2 separate regions of the Muntiacus reevesi genome follow, and region 2 is linked to region 1. The links are chromatin contacts, called in public Hi-C maps. All regions are on one chromosome and are shown on one strand. The core of a region is the stretch at or near the end of the contact, and the rest is flanking DNA. Distances in the headings are between cores, read along the strand shown. Region 1 holds the start of TSC1 (TSC complex subunit 1). Region 2 holds the start of GTF3C4 (general transcription factor IIIC subunit 4).

Region 1 (5,514 bases), core at 1,929-4,428:
TTTAAATGGGCTGAAACCTTTTTCAGACCAATGGAAAAATAGTTTTTTTCATATACAAACAATATGAAACACAGAGGGAAAAATTCAGTGTTCAAGTATATGCCAATTATAAATATTTATTTTTAAGCAAAAAGCTAGAGGAAGAGGTTTAAATGCTATTGAGTACACTTTTCTTTCATGCTTCTAGCTACTTAATTGATAAAACTAATACCAATAAAACTAATCTCTCAAAAAGAGATTTTTAATGTGAGGCACTTACAAGGAATATCTTTTTCTAAAATGTGATAGGAAAGGATAAAAACTCAACAGGTCGAGCTAAAAGTCGCCGGTTTGCTTAGTTATTATAAAGTCATTTAACACCTGATTTGATCAACATAGAATGTTTAACTTAACCCCAAAGGACTTGAAATCTATGTGACTTTTAGAAAAGCTAGAAATGGTTGATGTATTGCTGTATTTGGCTCATCTGCAGTCAAGAATATCTAATTAAATCCAGAAAAAGTTAATTTTAGTCCACCAAGGCCCTAGAACGTGGAAAAGAATGATACCTGCACCTTAACAAACTTTAAAAGAAGACATCCGTAAGATCAAGTCAGCTGTATCTCAGAGCCCCAAACTTACCCACCACTATATACACCAGAGGTTAGAAACTATTTTAAAAAATGCCTCTGCAGTGAATTATAGATTAAAAGAAAAATAGCCAAACTGATAACTTCAGCCACTGGTCCTCAACCTCTGGTGCCATCAGAATCACCTAAAACTTCTTCCAAAATATATATCCAGGGTGTCCTCAGTGACATATGCAAGCTACCTGTACATGAAGGTTTGATAGACACTACTGTTAAGAGATCACTCATTTCCAGCAATTTCATTATTCTACAGACAAGAATACATTTGATCTGTCCTAGTCAAGACTGTTTAGTTTCACTTCACAACGGAGAACAGAAGGCACCATGTTACACCCGCAGACTGGGATGTCTTCACCCTTAGGGATCCAATCAGGCAGAGTACAACTGAGTCACAGGATTTGAGACACTCCAATTTAACGGAAAACAAGTAAGAATGTGGGTAGCTGCTTAGGAATCTGTCTAACTAGGAATTTAGGAACATACCAAAGTCTTTATGACACCAGGAAATGCATGAAGCAGAGAAAGCTTACATCATTTGCCCTTTCACGCACATGATGTAAGAGTATTTGGCCTAACATATTAACTTTAGTAAGAGGATATTTCCCATTTACATCATCTATAAACACCCCTTAAGTTTACACCCGGTGGTTAGAGGAAGATTCTGCAGCTCCCCAGGGCAATAGCAAAGGATGTTTCACTGTTTCTGAGGCGCCTCATTTGCTTGATGCACAACCGTTAAAGTTTGCATTTCCCCACACGACCTTAAATCAGTTTCCACATTTGCATATTCCAGGTTTACTCGGGAATGTTCAACTTAAGAATCACAGGTGGTTGCTCAGTAAATCAAGGGCTCCCACAAGGTTGGGTTTTATAATGCTTCTCGAAATTTACAGCCCCATTTTGTCAACAAGTGCAAATTCAGATGACTCCAAGTTGATCCCCAAATTATAAATCCAAGTATCTCAGAAGAATATTATTCTATTTTAGTACTTTTACCAGTTTAGACTGTGTCAAGTGAAGTGCTATTTCTATGCTTTCTATAAAAAATCCGGCAAGGATTTTAGCACGGCTTCTTTCTGCAGTAAACGCATTGGTTTTATGAAAACATCAAATACTTTCCAGCCTAATTTAGACTACCTTGTTTATAGTCACAACACTGCCATCCCAAACAAAAGCTAAGGTATGTAAGCAAGTGGGCCCCTCTTCAAAATTAAGCACGCACACACAGGCACTTATGCACAAACCCTGGCCAACTGATTAACTCTAATCACCTGATCAGAAAGAATGACAAGTTAGATCTGATCAAATAATAGATAAACGCGAATCATGTTAAGTACAAACAAAGACAGGAGCGCAGTCTTGGAATCAGTCAAACTCCAGTTCCCATCCCGGCTCACAGAATCCTAGAGGCGTGACCTTGGGGCACGGTACCCTAGTCTCTGAGCCTCAGTTTCTTCATCTGAGAAATGGGAGGGACTCCCGGTGGCTGCCTCTCCCCTCTGTCGCGAGGGCTAAAGGAGGTGACGACTGCGGAACCCTTCCACAGTGCGTGCTCCATCAACAAGCTGCTGGTGTCAGGAGGACCGCGCCCCCTCCAAGGCCCCCACCCCCACCCCTCCAAACCTAGAACGCCCGAAGCAAAACTCTCTACCAGGAAACACAAAGAAACAGCTTTAATTCTCAAAGGGCTCTCTGACTGCCGGTTCTTCATCCTCCAGTTCCTCAAATGAATGAATGAGCGTCTAGGAGTGGCTCTGCAAATAGCTGTCTCTTAAGAATCACTTCTGCCGGCTGGAAGGTAACTGTCTTTCAACACCAATTAAACACCCAGAAGCACACCTGGAGCTAGGCACACACGCTCATGCAAATTTCAGCGGAGACACCGAGTCCGGGCAGGTCCCCGAGGCCCACAGGCAGACTCCATTCATTCCCCTCCCCCCCACCCCGACCCCTCTCATCAAGCCCTGGCACCAGCCCCGACCCCTCAATCCGGACCGGTCTCTCCTCGGCTCTCCGCACCCTGCGGGAACCTGTCACCCCACCGAGCAAGAGGCTGGCAAAGCGGCCCACTTCACCCCCTGTCCTCGGCACCGCAGCCCGGGGGCGGGGGAGGGGGGGGGGATGCAGCGGTCCCCTCCGCCGCCGAGGAGGGGCCAAGTGCCGACCGGGGCCTCCTCTCTTCCCCCAGAAACCCGCCAAGCCCCATCAGGCCCCGTCGGAAATAGCGAGTAATAAGAGGGAGGGGAAAGCTCCCCGAACCCCCCCTTCCCGGGGTCCCTTCCCCGGCAAGTGAGTGCCTTGCCCCAGCCCTACAGGGCTTCCCAGACTGGGGTCATGGTGCCGGGATTGCCCCGAGAAGACCCCCGCGAAAAGGAAGGGGCGACACCCCCATACTCACCCACCGTCTCCTCCCCCTCAGCTGTTTACCTCACAGTTCCTCCAGCCTACAGGGCGCCGCCATCTTGGACGTACAGCACCTCCCCCCCGTCGTGAAATGTCCACGGTAGCTGCAGCCTCCGCCACGAAAAAGAGTCCCCAGCCGTGCCGCGCCTCGCTCTCGAACCCGACGACCGTTGACCGTGGTCGCCTGCCCCTTTGGAAAGAAGGGGCCGTTCTGCTCATTACTGGTGGTGCTAACCGGTCGAGAAAGAGCCAAGAAGAGTTGTAAGGTAGGGGGTGTCGGGGGGGTGGGGAGGCGGGGACGGGCGGAAGGATTCCGAAAGGGAGCTGCTGAGAGATCTTGTGACTCCGAAGGAGGCAAAAAGAAGGGCCGGCGCGGCGAGGAGGAGCCACGCGAGAGAGCGAGGGGCGGGGCGGTGGTCACGTGACCCGGGCCGGGCGGGAGGGGCCGCGCAAGAGGCGTAAACAAGTTGTCCGCGCTGGGTGTGGTTGGGGCGCCTCCTGCGTTCCCGAGGCGCGCACACGCGGGTTCTCCCCGACCGAGGGTCTCCCTTGTGCCTGACCGCAGATCTTCCATCTTGTTTCCCAAGGAGCCAGTGGGGCCCCCGTGGGAGAAGGGCCTGCGGAGAAACACACTGCCTTCTGCCCCTCAGATTGCTAGCGTTTCAGACACCCGGTCACGACACCTGGGGGAACCCACCCTAATCAGAGCGGCCGCTTTCAAAGCCCAGCCCCTTCATTCAGTCCCTGCCCTGCTCCCTTCCTAGCTGTGTGAACCTGGGCAAGTTTTGAAGCCCTTTGAGCCTTGGTTTCTTTCTCTGTGAAATGGGCATAGTAACCCGAGTGGAGTGAGGATTCAGGGACATAAAGTGTGGAGGGCGTTTGAAGCACCGTGACCCATGCAGGGTAAATGCTCCCAAGATGATGGTCCCCGAAGGCAGGTTGTGGTGAGCGCTGTGACCGATCCGGTGCAGGGTGAGAGAGGCCGCAGTCTAACTGAGGCATCTGAAAGCCTTTCTGAAGGAGTGCGCATCAAGCTAGGCCTTAAAAGAAAGGCAGGTTTTAGGAAATAGAAGTGGGAGAGGCCGTTGGGAAGGAAAGAGCTAAAAGAAGCTAGTAGCGCCTGGGGATAACTCTGGGTGAGTTTCGGAAATGACAAGTTTTGTCACGGGAACCATTTGGGTCACAAGGCAAGGCAGTGTACGGCTTAAGGGGCCTACTGTGAGAGTGGCCAGGGTTCCAGGAGGCCCAGCGTGGCCCCAGGTAGGACTGCTGCTAGCCTTTTAGGGTCAGAGAGGCCCCAAGAGAATTAAAAAAGGCCTTTTCTCTGGGCCCATAGCCCATGTGAGCAGAGCCCAGGCTGTATCTGGGCCCTTAGCCGCCCATACCCACTTCTCCTGGGGGCCCTTGAGCAGTGCACAGCCTTTATCACCATCCTGGCTTACGGGGCAGGTGGGCATTGACCTGGCAAATCCGCCAGCCTAACACTGCCTGGAGGCAGCTGGGGAAGCCAGGACGGGATGGTTCCAACAGACCGGAGTGTGAACACAGGTTTCTGCTATTGTGCTAATGAACTGAGCCTTGGTTTCTTCCTCTGCAACATAGGAGTTTTAATATTAATCATGATGCCTACCGAATGGGGGTTTGGGGTGAATTCAATGAGAGCTTAAGACGTAGCCAGCACAGAACCTATTTCAATAAATGTTAGTTTTGTTAGCATTTATCAATGCTCTCACAACCGGCATCCAATCACTGCCTGGAGTCAGTCCACCTGGTGCTAACTTCTGTGTAGTCACCCAGCATAGCCAGCCTAGGGCCCAGAGATGGAAGGGCTGGAGGAGAAGAGGGGAATGCCTAGGTTCCCCTAGTCCACAAACCATTTCACAGGAACAGATTCCTGCCTTGGCATTAGCCTGTGACAAGGATTCGGGCACAGTCTGAATCCCCCAGTGATCAGGAGGGATGGAGTCAGGGACGGGCATGACTCCAGAGCTCCAGCGCAGGAATCCCCTTTCCCCACCCCCCTCTTTCTTGGCTCAGTGACCTCATCCTGCTGGAATGCTATCCTCCGTGGAAGGGAGCAGTGATACAGGAGCCTCATCAGCTCCTGGCCCTCAAGGGGGCCATAACTGCGCTGTTACTGTTTATACAATATCTGGGAGAAGAATGGTAATAGTTCTCTCAATATGGACCGCTAGGGGCTTGTGAGAAGAGGCTAGGAGGAAAGGCAGAGGCAGCCCTGCCCCTGCTCAGGGGCTGGCTCCATGTTTTCTGCTTTTCTGGGATTGATTTTGTCGTTGACTTGTTGTTCAGTTGCTAAGTCATGTCCGACTCTATGTGACCCCTTGGACTGCAGCACACAAGGCTTCCCTGTCCTTCACTATCACCTGGAGTTTGCTCAGACTCATGTCCATCGAGTCGGTGATGCCATCCAACCATCTCATCCTCTGCCGTCCCCTTCTCCTCCTGCCTTCAGTGTTTCCCA
Region 2 (5,514 bases), core at 2,021-4,520, 230 kb before region 1:
AAGCCTCTGCTGGAGAGCACTGCATCCCCTGCACAGGACCGTGTCTGGCACAAAGTAAGTGCTCAATAAATACTTGCAGGATGAATGAACAACACGTTATGGAATGACCCTTTTCTGTACTCTGGACACTGTTCTACTTGTCAATTCCCTTGCCCCCAGCATCCATAACATATTCATTAAAAAAAAACTGACCACTCAGTAGCTGTCAAGTAGCCTGGCTCTAAAGGTACAAAGATCTGACAAGCCCATGAAGAAGTCAGAGACAAGTGGACGAGACAAAAGTGTAAGACTGCAAACCAAACCTGTAGCTGTACTAAAGAACAGTGTGGACAAAGTGTTTTAAGGGCACAAAACAAGAAGACTACCATGGCCCATGGCAAGGGGGAGGGAGGCAAAGATACAGGAATGCTTCATGGGGTGGCAGCTGAGTACCGGAGCAGAAAAGACATACCTGGATCTTTTTAAAAATATGCAAGTCCTTGAGTCCACTCCCCCACCTGCCTCATGAAGGGATATGGCAGGCAACCTCTAGGGCCCATCCAGCCCTAACAGTCTACATGCTGAGTCTTTGACATTAACAAGCATATTAAATAGTTACTATGCACCAGGCAGTATGCTAAGTACTTACATGAGTGATGTCACTGAGCCATACAGTACTGGTATTACCCCATCTTAAGATAACAACACTAAGGTGGCGATGGGAGGTGACCTGTCCCAGCATCACTGAGGGATCAAGGCTTTGACCAAGCATTGATTCCACAGCCTAGTTACTAACAGTAATGCTGCAACACCATTTAGAAACTGTATCCTGTTTGGTTAGAAAACATTATGTACAGTTTAATCCCTATTTTGCTCTGCTTCTTTTCTAGAAGGATGTACATCACAATGTTACCCAGAGTTATCTCTGAGTATGGCAATTGTGGGTTTTTTTTTTAAATCTACTTTCCAAATTTCCTACAATAAATCTGTGTGTGTATATATATACATATATATATATTTTTTTTTTTTTTTCTTTTTTAAGGAAAAACACTCCGTGTAGTGTTAGAGCATAATTTAAGTTGTCAAGGTCTTTCCAAGTCCAGTACATTAGCTACTTATGCCAAGTTCAAGCTATTAGCAAATTTGGTCAGCATACACAGAATTCTCATTCAAGACATAACAAACATGCAGACAAGCCAACACAGACAGAGAGCTGTTAAACAATATTCTTTTGATATAGTGGTTCAAGCGATCATAAAACCAGATAACTTACATTTATTTACTCAACCCACTCAATGAACTTTTAGTAAGTGTTTTCTATGTCTTGCATGTACTTGGTATAAGCACCTTACTGACCTGATGGAGCAATTCTATCAGGTCAGTCAAAATGGAGTCAATATGACTTATAACTTTATACGAAGTCAAAATTACTGTTCTCATATAATAGGTAGGAAAAGTGAGGATCAGGGAGGTGAAGAAATTTCTTCAAGGTCACAGAACCAGCCATGTTGCAACGCTCTCATCCAATCCCAGGTCTGTCCTATTATTCCAAATCCCCTGTGCCCAACTGACTCTTTTGTACTTCCCTCCCCCTTCAGTATAGATGAAGCCACAACATCGCCCAGCCGAAAAGTTTTACTCACAAGCCTCTAAATCCTAAACTTGATAACCACGAAAAAAGTCTAGACAATAAACCAGACATTTGCTATGAGCTGATGTGAACTCAAGTAACTTCAGCGGCGCTATACTGGTTGAAAGGAACTGAACCGAACTCTGACAAAAAAATTTTCAATGGCATTAAATGATGCGTTTTTGAGAAGACACACACATACGCACACTTTTCTTGGCAGCAAACTGTATCCTTCTGGTCATTAAGACAAGATTTTTCAACAGATTTTCTGTCCTGTATTCCTCCTCTTAGCTAGGAGCTAAGTCAGCCCTAAAAACCAATTTTCTGCTCTGGTTTGGGCTAAATTTCAGGCATCTTTGCCTCTCTAACGAAGATATTGTATTGATGAGTTGTATTTTTCTTCCCCGCCCCCCAACCCTTCATGGCGCGCCGATGTATATCTCGGTTTCGAACACTCTTCAAAGAAATTTCTAGTCTCCAGTCCTCATTCCCGAAACAAACTGACCCTTAAGAGTAGCTGAGAGAAGATTAGAAGACGGGGCTACTGAGGGACTCAACGCCCCGAGAGTCCGTTTTTAACTTCGGGTGACAAGTCTCTTATCCCCGCCTTCAACTAACAAGCGGCCCCAGCCAGCTCCGCCCGCCTCCGCCCGCTCCGCTCCCGCTCCGAGCGCGTCTGCACGGGTCGTGGCGGCTCTTAAGACACGCGCGGTTCAGCGACTCCTCCCGGAGCTGCCCGATGTCTGACTTTTCCCCACCTCAACTCCGCGAAATTAATTCGAATCCCGACGGAGAAGGCCTGAACGGCAGCTTCCCGGCGCTCGGAGGCCCCACCCCCCCCACCCCCCCGGGAGCGAACGCATCTGGAAAACCGGATCAGAACTCACCCGCCTCGCGTGGGCCGGGCGGGGTTTGGAGAAGGTTCTGAAGACGGCGGCCCGGGGCTCGGGGACCTGAGGAAGCACTCCGCTGACGGCTGCCATGTCGACAGAGAGGCGCGTCCGGATCTCGCGAAACCCGGAGCGAGGCGCTGCTAGACCCCACGTGGACGCGCGCGAGGACCCCGCTGTAGCTGTCCCGCCGAGTCCTGCGCGCCCGCGCGCGCTTTCTGAGGGCCCCCGCCCCCCTCACGAAGGGGCCCGCGCCACTAGCGGCCGGAGCCGCGGCGCCCCGGGCCACAGGGCCGTCCCTCGTGGCGCGGCTTGTGCCGGGGGATGGGGGGATGCCAAGTCACACCGAACCCCAGAGTGATTGCCCTTGACGTTCTTTTGAAATTCCTCTCAGGAACGAGGAGAGGCGTGTCCCATCGAACCAGCGCCTCCTCCTTTGACTCTCCTCAGCACTTTAGTTGTCAGGAGCCGGGGGCGGGGGTGGGGGGGACTCCTTGCCCCTCGCCCACCCGCGATCCGGCCCCACCACAAGGTGAGATATTTTTAATTTATTTTTTTTACAGGCAGCGCCTTGGCCACCCGGCAGGGGCTGGGTTGCCTAGCAACGGCGGGGTCCTTCGTGGCTCGGCGGCGCTCCGGGCCTCAGGGGGAGAAAACCGCCGCTGAGGAAATCTGGGGGCCCGGCGGAGGCCGCGGTGCGGGAGGCGGCAACTGGACTGCAACGCGGGGCGGGGCGGGGCGGAGCGGGGCGGGGAGGAGGAGGAGGAGGGGGAGGTTGGCGCGCGCCCGGGAGCCCGGCCTCTGCCTCCGAGGAGAGATGAATACGGCCCTAACCCGGGTGGGCCCCGCGGCCGAGCGGCCCGCGCCGCCCGAGGAGGTGGAGGGCTCTGAGGCGGGCGGGAAGGAGCCGGCGGCGGACGCGGCCCCAGGGCCCAGCACGGCATTCCGCCTCCTGGTGACTCGGCGGGAGCCGGCGGTGAGGCTGCAGTACGCGGTGAGCGGCCTGGAGCCGCTGGCGTGGTCCGAGGACCACCGCGTGTCGGTGTCCACGGCCCGCAGCATCGCCGTGCTGGAACTCATCTGCGACGTGCACAACCCGGGCCAGGACCTGGTTATCCACCGCACATCGGTGCCCGCGCCTCTCCACAGCTGCTTCCTCAAAGTAAGTCATGCCTGCCGCCCCGGGCTCTGGGGTCTCCTGCCCGCCTCCCTCTCTCCACCACCCCCCCCCCGCGGCCACGTCCCCGCGGGTCCCTGGGGGAATCCCCGGGCCCACGCCTCGGCCGGGGATTCCCGCCTCCTCGCACTGAGTCTTTAGGGTCGCCGCCGTAGCTTAAGTGGGGGGGTGGGGGGGGAACCCGCCGTGTATGCCCAGTTTCCCGGATCGCCCACCCACTCCCGAGACAGATACATTTCGGAAGGTCCCTCTCTGGAGCCGAGTTCTCCCTGTGGCCCGGCGTCTGGCCGGCTGCTGGCGCAGATTTCTTCCCTTGGTGCTTTCTGAGGCTCCACCCCCTGTTGACCCAGCCCCAGACCTGCCTCTGCCACCCGCTCCTATTGTCTGGGGCCTGCTCCCCGAGGCTCCTGGCTGGCTTTGTTTACTGTGATGTGCCCTCCTCTTCCGCCTCCTTGGCTTTGGAAGAGAGAAAATTGGTGTGGGGTGTTTTTGTTTTGTTTTGTTTTGTTTGCTTTGTTACTGTTTCAGTGACTTTGTTATATGAGTGGTCTTTCTCATCTTGGGGAGATGATAGATCCTGGATGTCGGGGGTTAGTCCTCCAGTTTTTCTTCAATAACGAAAAGGCTTTGGGGTGTAGAATGAAAAATAAAGCTTCTGAAAATAAGTGTAGCTCTTAAACTTAAGATCTTCGTATAGATTTAATGCTTCGTGTAGATTAGTGCTTTTGGCTTCATATTAACTAAGTTTGCCTTCAGAACTTTAAAGCTGCTAAAGTTTTATTGTTCGATCATCACCATTTTCCAAATGTTTCAAAGTAGGAAGTCGTGTTGTTCATTTTAATGGTTTAAAAATATTAAAACTTTATTACTGTTTCCTTTATAGGTCTGTATGTATATGTATGATTATCAAAGTGTATGTTCATTCTCTCAACACATCTTTGAATACCACTATGGAAATCTCATGGACTGAGGAGCCTGGGGGACTACACAATCCATGGGGTTACCAAAGGGTGGGATAGGATTTGGTAGGACTTAGTGACTGAAACAACAGCAACAATGTATCAGCTAGACATCAATCTAGGCTCCAGAAGTAAAACATTGTACAAAAACAAAAACAAAAAATCTCTGTCCTCTAGGAGTTTGCATTCATTCTTTTGACAGGTCAGAAACAAATAACAATGTAATAATAGGTAGTGATAAGTTGTAATATGTATCTATATACAGAGAAAGTATTTCTGTGAATGTGAAGTTTTAAAAAAAAAACTACTCTGCCAAGCCATTTAAAATATAGATCAGTAACTGAATGGGGTGCAGAGAACCCACACCCCTTTTTAGCATACTTAATCCAAGTTTGAAAGTGACAGTTTGATGTTTAATTAGATCATTGATAAGTTTGTATGGGACTAAACCTTCAAAGATCTTGGACAAGGTGTGAACAAATTGATTCAAGTATAAGCCAGTCGCCTGGAAGTTGGTGATGGACAGGCAAGCCTGGCTTGCAACTGTCCATGGGGTCGCAAAGAGTCTGACACGCCTGAGCAACTCAACTGATAAACCAGTCAGATGAATAGATGTTGGTGATCCTATGAAACTGAGAAACACTCAAGGAGGGAGGCAGAACAGAAGGGTTTTAAAAGGTGTATCCTTTGCTGAAAAGGAACTTACTGTTACTAACCATATGCACATCAGCTAGAGAAAATTTTAAGTGTATGTCTCAGTGTGGTAGACTTAATGCTTCAGCAGAGAGAATCTAAAGAAGTGAAGGAATGCTGAACCGAGATGCTTTTATCAGGGAAGGTTATTTGGTGGTGAATCTGCTGCAGACCTAAAAAAAAAAA

What was found. A called contact is a pair of places that touch in the nucleus more often than the background predicts.
Region 2: a Hi-C map of muscle shows a contact between it and region 1, with 5 times the contacts expected there. The contact joins the promoter of GTF3C4 here to the promoter of TSC1 in region 1. A contact is called at or near these places in 2 of 3 Hi-C or Micro-C datasets (blood and muscle).

The regions. Positions count from the first base shown.
Region 1 is chr3:3,740,347-3,745,860 of mMunRee1.1, reverse strand. It overlaps TSC1 (TSC complex subunit 1), which reads right to left and starts at 3,178. Exons shown (of 23, transcript XM_065928179.1): 1 at 3,057-3,178.
Region 2 is chr3:3,975,372-3,980,885 of mMunRee1.1, reverse strand. It overlaps GTF3C4 (general transcription factor IIIC subunit 4), which reads left to right and starts at 3,270. Exons shown (of 5, transcript XM_065928188.1): 1 at 3,270-3,661. The coding sequence starts at 3,317. DDX31 (DEAD-box helicase 31) reads right to left here and starts at 2,748. Exons shown (of 20, transcript XM_065928189.1): 1 at 2,497-2,748. The coding sequence starts at 2,592.